2 separate regions of the Sus scrofa genome follow, and region 1 is linked to region 2. The links are chromatin contacts, called in public Hi-C maps. All regions are on one chromosome and are shown on one strand. Each heading gives the region's core, a stretch centred on a gene start, on an enhancer-like site or on the middle of the called end of the contact. The rest is flanking DNA. Distances are from core to core; before and after follow the strand shown. Region 1 has its middle 280 kb from the start of MGAT4C. Region 2 has its middle 360 kb from the start of MGAT4C.

The links. Hi-C and Micro-C count contacts between places; a contact is called where the count stands out from the background.
Region 1: a contact with region 2 is called in a Hi-C map of heart right ventricle, with 5 times the contacts expected there. The contact joins two enhancer-like sites. A contact is called at or near these places in 2 of 47 Hi-C or Micro-C datasets (epiblast stem cells and heart right ventricle).

Annotation. Positions count from the first base shown.
Region 1 is chr5:95,178,699-95,185,247 of Sscrofa11.1, forward strand. No RefSeq gene overlaps it. Among named protein-coding and RNA genes, the nearest start is that of MGAT4C, 280 kb to the right of the region's middle. Within about 2 kb of position 3,278, at least 2 of the 83 cell types and tissues checked have an H3K27ac peak or open chromatin away from gene starts, as enhancers often do.
Region 2 is chr5:95,104,773-95,111,740 of Sscrofa11.1, forward strand. No RefSeq gene overlaps it. Among named protein-coding and RNA genes, the nearest start is that of MGAT4C, 360 kb to the right of the region's middle. Within about 2 kb of position 3,764, at least 2 of the 83 cell types and tissues checked have an H3K27ac peak or open chromatin away from gene starts, as enhancers often do.

The DNA of each region.
Region 1 (6,549 bases), core at 2,028-4,527, 73 kb after region 2:
ACACTATTCCATCTTGCAGCTTATTGATCCATTCTTCTGTATCATTTATTCTACTATTGATTCCTTCTAGTGTATTTTTCATTTCAGTTATTGTATTCTTCATTTCTGTCTGGTTGGTAATTTATATTTTCTAACTCTCTGTTGAAACCTCTAACTTCTTGTTCTGTGAACCCATTCTTCTCCTGAGTTTTTTGATTGTCTTGACAGTCCTGACTCTGAACTGTTTCTTGGGTAGATTGCCGCCACTTCACTTAGTTCTTCTGGGGTTTTATCATGTTCTTTCATCTAGAATAAATTCCTTTGATGTCTCATTTTGTCTAAGTTGTTCTTTGTCTCTAGAGGTGATATGGGCTCTTTAGTTTTTCAGCAGCCTATCTGCTAATGGGTGGGGCTGGGTCCCTGCCCAGTTAGTTGTTTTGCCTGGTGTGTCCCATCTCTGGCACATACAAGTTGTTTGGTGGAGTCAGGTGTTGGTGCTAATGAGTCAACATGGCAGCTCCCAGGAGTTACCATGCATTTGCATGTCCCCCACTAGGTCTATCACCAGTGTCTGTGTCCCCAGGGTGAGTCACAGCTACTCCCTGTTGCTCCAGGAGACTCTAAGACCAGGAAGTAGTCTGGCCCAGACTCCTATCAAATTACTCCTCTTGAATTGGTCCTGGTGCACATGAGATTTGTGTGTACCCTTTCAGTCTGTGGGGCTCCTGCAATTAAACTCTGCTGGTCTTCAAGTCTAAATGCCTCAGGGGTTCATCTTTCCTGTGTGAGGCCCCTGGGCTGGGAGCCTGATTCCTGTAGGGGAATCTCTACAATATAATTATTCTCCAGTTTGTAGGTCACCCACCTGAGGGGGCATGGGATTTGATTATATCATGAGTTTCCCCCTCCTACCCTTCTCATTGTGGTTCTTTCTTTGTGTCTTTAGTTGTAGAAGATCTTTTCCTATAGGTTCCAGTTTTGTTTTATTTTGTTTATGTTTTTCATCTATAGTTGATCGCTGTTGTTATTTTGGTGTGCTTGTGAAGGAAGTGAGCTCAGGGTCTTTCTTCTCTGCCATTTTGGCCCACCTCCTGTGCTGATGTTTTTTTCTAAAAGCAAAACATCTAGAGAAAGATACTGGTGTTCACTGTCTACATTTGTCTTCTTTCTCCTTTTAACTGATTTCATTTCTGACTATTAACCAAAGCTCTTAAAAACCTTTGATAATTGTATACTGAAAAATACATGAATAAATTTTCAGATTTTATCTGAAATATTTGACACAGACCATCACTCCTGATTCCTTGAAAGTTTCCTTACTTGCCTCCAACAAATTTCTGCTTTCCTTCTTTTCTCACTAGGGTGATAGTCTCAGTCCCATTTGCTGAGTTTTCCTCATCTCTGATGACTAAAAGTTAAGAGTATATGGCAGCTCTACTTTGGAATTGCTTTTTTCTCCCTATGTTTACTCATCCATTCTATGAGTTTTATATTCCACTTATAGGCTAATGAGTCACAAAGTGTAATATCCAGCCTCAGTCTTACTTCTGAAATACAGATAATGTATTCAAAATTTTACTCAATATTTTGAACCTTACTATGCCTCAACCTGAATCCTTACAGCAAGCCTGCTCCTCTTCATGCCCTCTTCATCTCAGTAATTGACTCATATTCTTTCAATTGCCTGGACCCAAACCATAAAACTACAAATCCATTCTTTTCCTTCACAACACACTTCCAATGTATCACCAAATCACTGGCTCTACCTTCAAAATATATACAAATCTGAACACTTCTCACCACCTCTATTTTTTTACCTTCATTCTATTCTGATTCTTGTTCATTTTTTCTGCCCAGATTAATGAAACATCACCCAGATTGGACTTCCTGCTTTTACAACTGCCTCATTACAAACTATTCTCAATGGTGACCTAACTTATGCAGAGTAAAAGGCATAGTCCTGACACTGGGCTATAAAACTCTGTATTAGAGCAATCTGATAAAAATAGTATGTGAGTCATACATGTAATTTTACATGTTCTAGTAGCTATAATTTTTTAAAAAGTAAAAATAAAAAGGTGAAATTAAATATATTTTATTTAACCCATTACACATGAAATATTATTTCAACTTATAATCAGCATAAGAGTTCTTGAGATACTAACATTTACTTTTTCATTCTGTCTTCCAAATATCATGTGTATTTTACATTAGCTTAACATATATTGAAAAAACTGCATTCTAAGAGCTCAGTAGTGTCTCATTGGTCAACACAATCTCATGGAGTCTGTAATAGCACCCCTCATACCAACTCATTACCTCTGTTCTCAAGCATTTATTACACGTGCTGCTCACTTTGTTCTTGTCTTTTTCCTGTGGTTTGAACAGATCAAATTTTACCCACTCCAAGACTACAGAACTTGTCCTTCCTTCTCCTTGAGACCATCTTCTTGGTAGCTACAGAGTTTAATATTTTATCTCCTAAAGCGTTTTCTTGAATTACAGTGATTGTGCTACCTCTCTAATTCCCACCATAGTATCTTAATTGCATCTGTCACCATCTGGAATAATTCTGCCTTTTGAAATATGAAATTATTAACTTGATGATTTTCCTAAATATGTGTAGGTATGTATGTGTATAACATGCCTGTGTGTGTTCAGTTGGTCACTAAGCCTTAGAATGGAAGCTGAATTAAGGCAAGTATTTTTGTCTGAGCACCTGCATATCACCAGTACCTGGTGCAGTGATGGCTTATATTGGATACTCAATAATTAAATATTTGGTTAATAAGGTCTATAAATTCTTATAAGTTAGAAAAAATAAATACAGTGTGATGACATATTTAATAGAAGCAAACATTTCTGGAAATATTTAGCTAAATATATGTTTACCTACGCCTGAACAATAATTCCCCTCAAACTATTGTGGCTTAAGAGAAGGCTCAGTAAATCTTTTCTGTAAATGACCAGAGAGATATTATTTAGGCTTTTTAGGTCATAGGATTTCTATTGAAACTAGTTGACTCTACTGATATAGTGAGAAAGCAGCAATACACATGCACAAACAAATGGGTATGGCTGTGTTCTAATAAAAAATTATTTGCAAAAACAAGGGGCCAACCTGTAGGCCCTAGTTCCCCAAGCCATGAAACAACAATCATTAATATCACCCATGAGTCTATGTGTCGTGCGGGTGGCTTTGCCCATCTAGGTCAGGCTTCACAGATATCAGTTGTTTATGCACCTTGGATCGGTTGGCAGTTTGCCTGAGTTAACTGTATGATGTGGTCTCACTTACATGCCTGGTGTTTGGCTATTGCTGAGGTAATATGAGCAACTGGGCAAACTTCCATTATCCAAGAGGCTAGGCTAGAAAGGTTCATGTGGTGGCTTGGCAGTGTTCCAGGAAAACGATTGGGAACAATGAGAGCTTCTAGAGTCCACATTGGGTCCAAGAGAGTCACAAGGCCATTCCAGGTTTAATGACCAGCCTATCAGATTTACTCTTATTGGCAGACCAGCAGAGTAAAACTGCAAAGATACATAGAAGTGAAAAATGATATCCTTTTTTGCAAGAAATATACAATTACCTGAGTTCCACATATTAAGCGAAACAAACTATTCCTATGAAGAGGTTCATTACTAAAAATGCTCCATGTCAATGTCAAGTAAATAAATATAAACCCAAGATCTTTTTTACTTAAAACAGTTACTGGTGTCCTAGTTTGGAGCGTTGTTTGAATTTGGTGACTATTTATCTTTGCAATACCTATAGTCATCTCTGCACTGCTTTAATCATACTTGCCCGATTCTGGCTGTGACTTGACTCATCCGAACCATCTGGACCTGCACTGTGACCGTGAATTTCTCATTTCAGCTAATGATTGTCAGAATTTCTGGTTTATTTTTTACATTATGGTGTCTGAAACACATCTCATGTAAGTATGTTATTTAATCTCTAATTTTGCTAGAGAATGCTGAAAGTTCAACTTCAGATAATAAATAATTCTAGATTTTCATCTCTAGTGTTAAATATCACCATGATGCCTTTTATTTTGGTGGTACCCTAGAGGCACTGAGTCAGTCAAATATTTTATTACCTGCTTATCTCTGTTCGCTTCACCAGGCTGTTTGAAAAATGAAAGCAGATGGAGCTGGCCAGAAATGTAGTTCATAAAAGCAGTCACTTACTCAATTAAAGTTTGTAATGGATCTAAACAGGCAGTGCAGAAAAGACTTGTTTTTATGGTAGCAATTGATTTTTTTTTTCATATATTGCCTTATCCCCAAAGTGAAGAAAATACTCTCCAAAATTATTTTCAGAGTAATTTACTCTTCACAAATATGTGTAAAACTAGTAAGAAGTAGGATATTTTCTAATAAATGCACATTTTAATCATAGGGAAAATCACTAAATATTATTTTTAAATGGAAGATATTAAGCTAATTAAACAGAAAGTTATCTATCCTGTATTTACTCAAGGAACATCTATATTAAGAGGAAATAGAATTGGAAATTAATTATGCAAATAATTCCAACTTATCAAGGCAATACTTTCTCAATGATCTAAATATTTTGAATAACTTATCTTGAAAACTGTCACATTTCTTTTTATGATTTTGAGTTAAAATGATATTTCTTTCATTTTGATGATATGAATATTGAGATACACTTTGGTATATTGTCTGTCCTCAAATTGAATAGTGAATGATGAATATTATAGTTATTTATGGAAACGTGAAATTAATTTACTCTGCAAACATTTTTGGCTCATGGAAGCACTGTATGAAGAGGGAGATACTGATTAGAGTTGAGTGTATTTACATCAGTATTTTTCCATTTTAAAAAAGTTTGTGAATTTAATTCTGAAAATATGTATGGGTTAGTCTCTTCCTCAAAGTTTCTTTTATATGAGATGCATCATTAGTAAATAGAGACACTTCATATTAGGAAATTTTCCATTCATAAGTTATTTTCAGTTTTGGACTTGAAAGTATAGAGTTCCTAAGGCTGCAATTTTAATTTCTAGTTTGTTACCCTATGTAAAATGAAAATACATCTTTATTGAAAGAATTTATTGGCATACTAAAATATGATGCATTATATTACAGTAAGAAGAAAAGGAATGTAATCATAAAATTCTATTCTATAGTAATGTTTACTTTCAAGTTTGCTTGGTTTAATGTTTCTTCATAGACTTAAAGGCAAATAACTTCAATTTCTCTCACCTGATTATTATTTTTGTGTTAAGATTTCTCTTGGGTTGAATCTTGGAGGATTGTAAACTACTTAAATCCCTTTTATCATCTTTAGCTTGGGCTGGCTAGCTACTCTCTGATTTAGCAAAATCAAAAACAACCACCTCAGGTTAAAAGGAAGAAGTAAAAAGAGAAACTTCCCTTCCAAGATCTCATGGTTTAATCCCATTGCATCCCAGCAGCTATAAATTAGTTGAGAAGAGCATGGTTACATATTCTTTCTGCTTATCAGTTATTAAAATACCTGTAACAATCTTTTCCATGGAACAATGTCACATTTCACTTCACAATGCAGAAAACTTCAAGTCATCGTTAGATATATCTCTATTTCATTTTACTCTGTGTTAACTGTTGCTGATTAAACTATAAACACTGTAGGTTTTCAAGAATTTCCAGATTAGGATTTCTGCAACTGATTTGTTTAAAATAAAATGTTCAAATCTCTTTCAATAGAATACAATTCACTATTAAAAAGTGAAACAACTCCATATGCTGAAACCGAATAATCATTCCACATTTAATCAGCCTTTGTTTTTACAGAAATACCTATGTATGATCTTATAAGCAATAGTGTAAGCAATCTTTTAGGTAGTTTGAACTTTCAGAAACTAAAAAAATTTTATATCTCATTTTTCTTGTCTCTCCATGATTTCTCTTAGTTTGCATATGTTTTAGTGTCCCTGAAACTTAAAAGCTAATGACTGTGCATTATCCCATAATCATTTATATCCTGAATGCATTGTTCAAACATTTGAGTCAACATACAGGAGAAAGGATCCTTCTACACTAGTTTTAAGCAAAGGTAGTAGAAGGTACAAGGACACTATAAAGCTGAGCAAGAGAAGAGGCAAGGGTCATAGAAATACTGTCTTTAGTTACTGCATTCTTGGAGTAGACTGCCAACAGCACACAGATACCCTATCGCCGTTTATAACTTACTCAGCAGGAAATCATCATGTTTGGTAGGTGTTCAGTGAATGTTGGAAGACTGCTGTGCCCTAAATTAGTTTTATCCTCTTACTAAAGCTGGAAAGCAGAAGAGGACAGAGTAGGAGGGAGAGAAATGAGAAAAAGATGTTGTGAATATTAATGAATATTTCTACTCATGATTCATGGATACTATTGTTATTTCAAATACATGGACTATTTTACATACCTACATTATTTTAAATACATTTTTTGTGATATATACATATATACACATATAATGTTATATATAACATTTTATTTTATAATTACCTATTGTTATGTTATTTATAATGGGTTATAAAGGGAATTTAGACTAGGATATTGCACTTAAAAAGATAGGCA
Region 2 (6,968 bases), core at 2,514-5,013:
TTACTGTAAGACCCCTTAACATGAGTCCCCTCTCTTAACAGAGTTTAAGTGTACAGTTGTATGGCATTTTTAACCACAGCTACAGTATGTTGGCTAATTTTTTTAAAAAGTTGAATTCAGGAGTTCTCTCTGTGGCACCATGGGTTAAGGATCCTGCATTGTCTCCGTGATTGTGAGGGTTCAATCCCTGACCCGGAGCAGTAGGTTAGGGATCTGGTGTTGCCATAATTGTGGCATATGTTGCACCTGTGGCATGGATTTGCTCCCTGGCCCAGGAACTTCCATATACCATGAGTGCTGCCAAAAAAAAAAAAAGTTTAATTCAAAATACCTTCAAATATAAAATTTTTCTAAAGTATTAAAAATAACATATTTGCATACATTAAAGCAAATTAAAAAATGAAACTTTTATATTGGTTTTTCTGAAATATAGGCAGAATATGTCCTTATTTTAGCACCTACTCATGTCATTGATCGGTTTCTTAGCCGTATCTGTTTCTAGTACTATGTCAATGGTATTTTTCTAAAGAGTGTGTTTTTTTTCAATAGGGATATATTCTTTTTAATTATTTTCAGAAAATATTTCATGCAACATTCGTCAAGTTTTATTTTACGTTAATCAATTTGAAATTGTTCACCTCTTCAATTGAAACTTTCTAAAAGACCAAGTATCTTAATTGAGATAACATTATTTCTACAGCTGCTGACCAAATATGGCTACATGATAGATATTTTAATTCCATGGTTAGAATTAAATTTTATAAATATGTCAGCCCATTAATTTCATAAATATCTATCAAAAGCAAAATTCCTCAAATATCTTGTCACTGTTAGTGAATATTTTAAATGTTACCAAAAAAATAGATACTGCAAAATCATAGATTTTCTCAACGTCCTTCAGCTTCCAGTTATAAATGTATCCAGTTAAAAATAAGAGTTCCATCTTACTGTAGGTTGAAATATTAAGGTTTAATTTTAGCATCTCAATATTAAGTCTTGTGAACTGAATTCTGATCATTCATTTTTCAGTTTAGTCCTTACTTTTAAAGAATAATTTCAATATCTTCTTGTTTGTAGACTTTATTTTCAATAATCACAACTCAATATTTCAAAATCTACAGTATCTGGGCCTATTTTATAGATTAGTTTTATTAAGGATTTCTAACAGATTGTAAGTTATAACCAACATTTAGTGGGCTGACATTATTGACTTAGGGAGAAGTTCTTCAAAGGATGCAACATTTCTGAAATCTATTAATGATGGGGCAGCAAAGACAGCACTTGTCATGGCATGTTTTTTTTTAATGTTTTTAGCATCAGATTTGTCAAAAATTTCTAGTTTATTCCTTGATTATATTTTAAAATTATAAATTTTCAAAATTTTGATTTCTATTAAGATTGTTTAATTATCCACATTAGTTGGTAGCAGGCATGGATTATGTCTACACTGCAGCCAATTCCAAGTACATTTCTGACCCATTTTATTTTAAATTAGTAAAAAAAAAGTTCCATGAAAATAAGTCCCCTGAACTACGTATTCCTCACTTACAGGAAAATGTGTATGTCTCTCTACAATACTGATGTTTTAAATTGATCATTCATATAACATCAAATATTTTTCCATTGAAAAATTGAACTTCAGAAGCTTTATCTATTTGCGTAAATTGATTGAGAAAAGACAAATCTACATTGAATAAACTTCACTGGTTTTCTACTTGAAGTACTTAATATCACTGGTATAATTTTTTTTCCAAGTTCTTCCTACAATGGAGTCTATATATGAACAGTTATTACTTCACTTTTCATATATGTACAGGAAATTATAAATGGACATAGTTAATTAAGAATATTCTAATTATGACCCTGATTCTTTACTAAATACTCAGATATATGTATGCACACAAAGAGATATTTACATAATGATTTCTATATTCAGGCCTGCAAATTTTGTGACGTCATGAAACTTAAAACTGCTTGTGAATTAAAGCCCACTTAAAATGGCATTGTGTCAGAGTTCCCACTGTGGCACGGTGGAAATAAATCTGACTAGTATCCTTGAGGATACGAGTTCAATCCCTGGCCTCGCTCAGTCGGTCAGGGACCAGGCATTGCCATGAGCTGTGGTGTAAGTCACAGGAGTGGCTTGGATCCTGCATTGACGTGGCTGTGGCATAGGCCAGCGGATATAGTTCTGATTCTACCCCTAACCTGTAAACCTCCATATGCCATATGGAGGAGCCCTAAAAAGAAAAAAATGGCATTAAGTGTGATACTTTTCCATTTTGAGTGTTGACTAGTGAGAATTACTTGGAAAAACACACTGGCTGAAAGCCTACTTATCTACTTGTTGAAACCTTCCAGTATGTAGTCAATGCCAAAGACGCTGATAGAATTTTGTTTTCTTTTCCTTTTATAGAAATTGGAGGGCCAAAGCTTGATACTAAAAGCATCATTTCACAGTCTTTTTTTTTTGGAGGCTATATATATATATATTCTTATGTATGTAATCTTAAACTCATTCTTTCTAGAAGATAGCCTCTGGGAAACATTTCCTTATTTAGTTTCACAGATTGTCACAGACTGTCATCTAATCATATCTTTCTCTGAAAAAGGAAAATGCATTTAATCTTTGAAACAACCTAAAACCTATAATGAATTGCAAATGGCTGATGATTCAGTTCTACTTTGATTTCTGAATGGCAGCCGTACTTTGTCTTTCCATTCTTCCTCCCTGTTGGGTTGTCAACTCATTGTTTTCACTTCTCTGTTAATTTTAAGTGAAGTGTGCAATTGGCTGTGAAATATTTTGTATTAAAGCTGTATGAAATATTTCATTTTGCTGCATCCTTCCAAAGCCAATTCCTCATCTCAGGTAGAAATTAGTATCTATCTCCTTCCACCCTACCTGGGTCAATGCCTCTTGGTCATTCCTTTGCCTGGTCAATTTGGAGTTATTAACTGAATTTGATTTTACCTACAACTTCTATTTTCTCAAAACTGCTACACTCACTGCTTGCAGTTTTATTTCAGTGAACACGGTCATTCAGTCTCCTAATCTGCACATTGATAAGAGTTGGATTAGTTGATTTTACATCCTCGATAGATGGAAGGAAGGAGGGAGGAAAGGAAGGTGAGGGAGGGAGGAAGGAAAACAGAAAAAAAAAATCTGTACATGTGGATTTTGAATTACCAAAACAGGTATCCACAACATATTATGGGGTTATACTCCCCCCACCCCTGTGGAGTATCTTAATTTTTTTCCATTTGACTTATCATGCCCTCAGTACCATTAGGAAAGACTGCGTAAAGTTCAGACTTGGTCATTAATGAGTTATGGTTGATGGAATGATCAAAGTTCCCATCCAGTTTCTAGGAATCCTGCAAGTCACCTGTGCCATCTTATCGTGATGCTTTAAACCCACTTTAAACACGTGTTGGAGCCTGTGTGACATCTGTGCCAGTTTGGCCCATCAGGCACCCTACGCTCCCTACAACGCTTCTCCCCCTACCTCTCCCACGAGGCCTTTGTTGACCTGATAGCACCACACCAAGGAGCTCCAGGTCTAGTGTTTCTGAGGTGTCACAGGCTCAGCAACTGAGCCCTCATTCCAGGAGCAAGCCTAGTAAGCCTCATTAAGCTAGTTAGAGCATAGTTTTTCACTGCCAGAATGGTGCTGATGACTTGATTTAGGATCTCTCATTCTCACTGGACTCAGAATGAGTCAGGGCTCTGGCTGTGTATATTTCACTGCCAATATCCAAGAAACTTGGATGTTTGCCTATCAGTAGTTTGACTGTGTGCTGCCTCAAATCTATAGCACCCCTGGGCAATGAAGATGATGGCAGAATTCCTGTACCCTGTGTGCCAGGAACTGGCACCAAAGTTGTCTCCCCCCCTCCTCCAAGGCTCCACACTGCGTGTCAGGCAGTCTTCCTGTGTGTTTGTGCCTCTACCTATAGCTTGTTAAGATATTTACTTCGCAATACCAGTGCACCCTTCCCTTCTCTCTTGTTATGGGATAAAACCCTGCTCTACTGGGTAGGTCTTAAGCATTTCAGACAAGGTGGGACAATCCTTTAGCAAATGTCACAACCCTTCCAGTTCCGCTCATGAGAGCTTTGTCTATCGTTCCTGCCAGTGGTGATATGTGGAAGGCAGAGATATAGCCATCAGTGGAGATCATATTCTAGGAATGATGTGAATGTAGCCTAAAATGTTCAAGAATATAAGTGTGGAAGATGTATTGTTTTTGTTTACAAGATTACCAATGATAAATTTAACATAATAAGAAAGTAAATTATCATTCATATTTTTCCACATGCAAGTAAGGCTTGCATTTGTTGCTTATCATCAATGAAGCGCAGTCACTGTCTTTGAGAGTCCTTGGAATCCATTACTTTTGGCAGCAAAATGGACAAAGCAATCATAAGAAATTGTGTCTTTAGCATTAAGTGGTATTTGGGAACTGCTGAGGCATGGGGATCTATACTGTTTTATAATAAACGGGTCCCAAAGACTCGTGATAGAATAAGAGCTTTGACACCTCTTTTGTCATAGTGGAGACAGGAAATTAGCCAAAAGTGTTACACATATTAATACAGAACTTAAAGCGATGGTTGTTGCTTGACCTTAATGTGAACAGATGGTGTCTAGATGAATGAACAATTTCCACATGTACTAATAAAACAAGTAAATAGGTACTTATCACTTCTCTAGCTCTCCTTCTCTCATTATTCTAAATCCTAATTGATAAATTACTGCATATGGGCTCCTGAATTTTATATTTTAAAATCATTGGCGGGGCCTCACGCAGTGAAGCATAGTAGACAGTTTTATCTTCTCTGAGTATTATGCAATTGCTCTATCCTTAATTGTCTTTGGTCGGTTTGATTAGTAGTCTGTAATTCTAGATACGCAGTTGGTTTTGACATGGTTCTCGGCATTCCTGCTGATCCTGTTTCTTAAGACGAATCACAGTGAATTTTACTGCGGTGGTTCTATGGGGCATTAACATCATTTTTCTTAATGTTGGCAGAGAGAGGACTTGGAATTTTATTAGGAACCACTGATCTCATTCACCTGTACATGTTAATAAAAATGGCCCGGTGTACTAATTTCCTCAAAATTTGATTTTCTTTTATGTACTTTGTCATGTTAACATCATTTTGTTTTTGAACAGATTTCAGTAAGTGCGTAATTTTAGAAGTGTTATTTTACAAATAAATAATTGTCTACGTGACACGGTAAACATCTTATTTTTCTCTATGCATTGTACACATTTTTCATTCCTTTTGCCCTTTGTGGGTGGATCTAACACAAAATGCATTATTTTGTTATATCAAATAAATACCTTCTATGGACTAAAAAGGAAAAAAAACAGTAACTAGAACCTAGAACAACATCAACATCACGGGGAAATTAACAAATGCTCACAATGATTTTGTAAAAATTAAGAAAAAACTGAACTCGAATTATGAATTAATTTTTTCTTTATTATAATATTTATGCTCCTTGATTATTTATTATAATAAGTCAGAAAAAATGGGTAATTTTAATACAAGGAAATATATTATTTGGAATCAGCATTATTCCTATTTTTCTAATGTGCAGAGACTTCTTGCTGAGGGCATTCTAACCAAGCACACACTCTTTTTTATTTGTTTTTATTTTACCATTAAAAAAGGAGGTATTTTAAAACATATTTGACTCAGGCACTATCAGGGAGAGAGAGAGAGAAATAGAGACCAAGAGAGAAGGAAATTACAGGGTAGGATATAGAAGTTTCCATGGGAGGCTAGTTTTCTATACTTGGAATATGAATAAAAAACAAGAGAGATTCTGATGTTTGGCAGGATAAATTATGGTTCTTCACTTGTGTGGGTCCTTTCAAAGGAACCATCAAGCCAAATGCTAGCTGTTAGTATTCTGTGGAATCTGAAACAATTGATTGTGCTTATCTAAATGTAACAACCAAAAGTTGCCTTTATTTTTGTATTGGTAACTTAAGCTACAAATACTTGTAGTATGCATCTGATTTACAGAGTTTTGTTTTGTTTCGTTTTGTTTTGTTTTGTTTTACCGCCGCACCCATGGCATATGGATGTTTCCAGGCTAGGGTCTAATCGGAGCTACAGCCACTGGCCTACACCACAGCCACAGCTACAGGGGATCCAGACTGGGTCTGCAACCTGCACCACAGCTCACAGCAATGCCGGGTCCCTGACCCACTGAGCGAAGCCAGGGGTCAAATCTTTGTCCCCACAGATACTAGCTGGTTTCATTTCTGCTGGGCCACAGCAGGAACTCCATGATTTACAGAGTTTGGATCATATTCCTGTTCTCTGAATGTGCCCATGAAGAGTTAAAGGAACAATAGGCTTTTGTCCTGGGCTTTTCTTATGAGAAGCAGTAGAAAGGGAATGACCAGAATTACTCTACTAAGAAGATCATACAATAAAGAATCACCTTCAAATGAAGATGTGGGAATCCAGAGGAAGTACGGAATGGAGAAAGGGGATAGGTTTTAGCCAGCCAAAAATATGAAACATAAATGCCATAGCCGGCACTTAGTCTAATTAAATACTGGTCTAACTTTAGGTGACTTGAGTTGTATACCTTGGACTGCCACCGATTATGGTAAATTGCTTCACCGTTTTGAACCTAGGTTTTCTCATCTGTGGAAAGAGAAGAGATGCAAGGGTTGAATTAAATGCTATAAAAAGTAAATTCTATTTCTTAAATGCAATCTATTCTATGGTGCCTTTTCACACTTTTGTCTAGTATTTTCCCAAATCCATTCTTGTTTATCACATAATGTCAACAAGAAGAGCTGAAAACTTAAGATTACATTTATATAGAACAAAGGCACATCGATGCAACTTTAATGCAAGGCGAAATCTTGCTTGCATATGCTAATATGAACAAAGAGCAAATGACTTCTGAGTCCAAGATGCAAGACGTTGTTCCA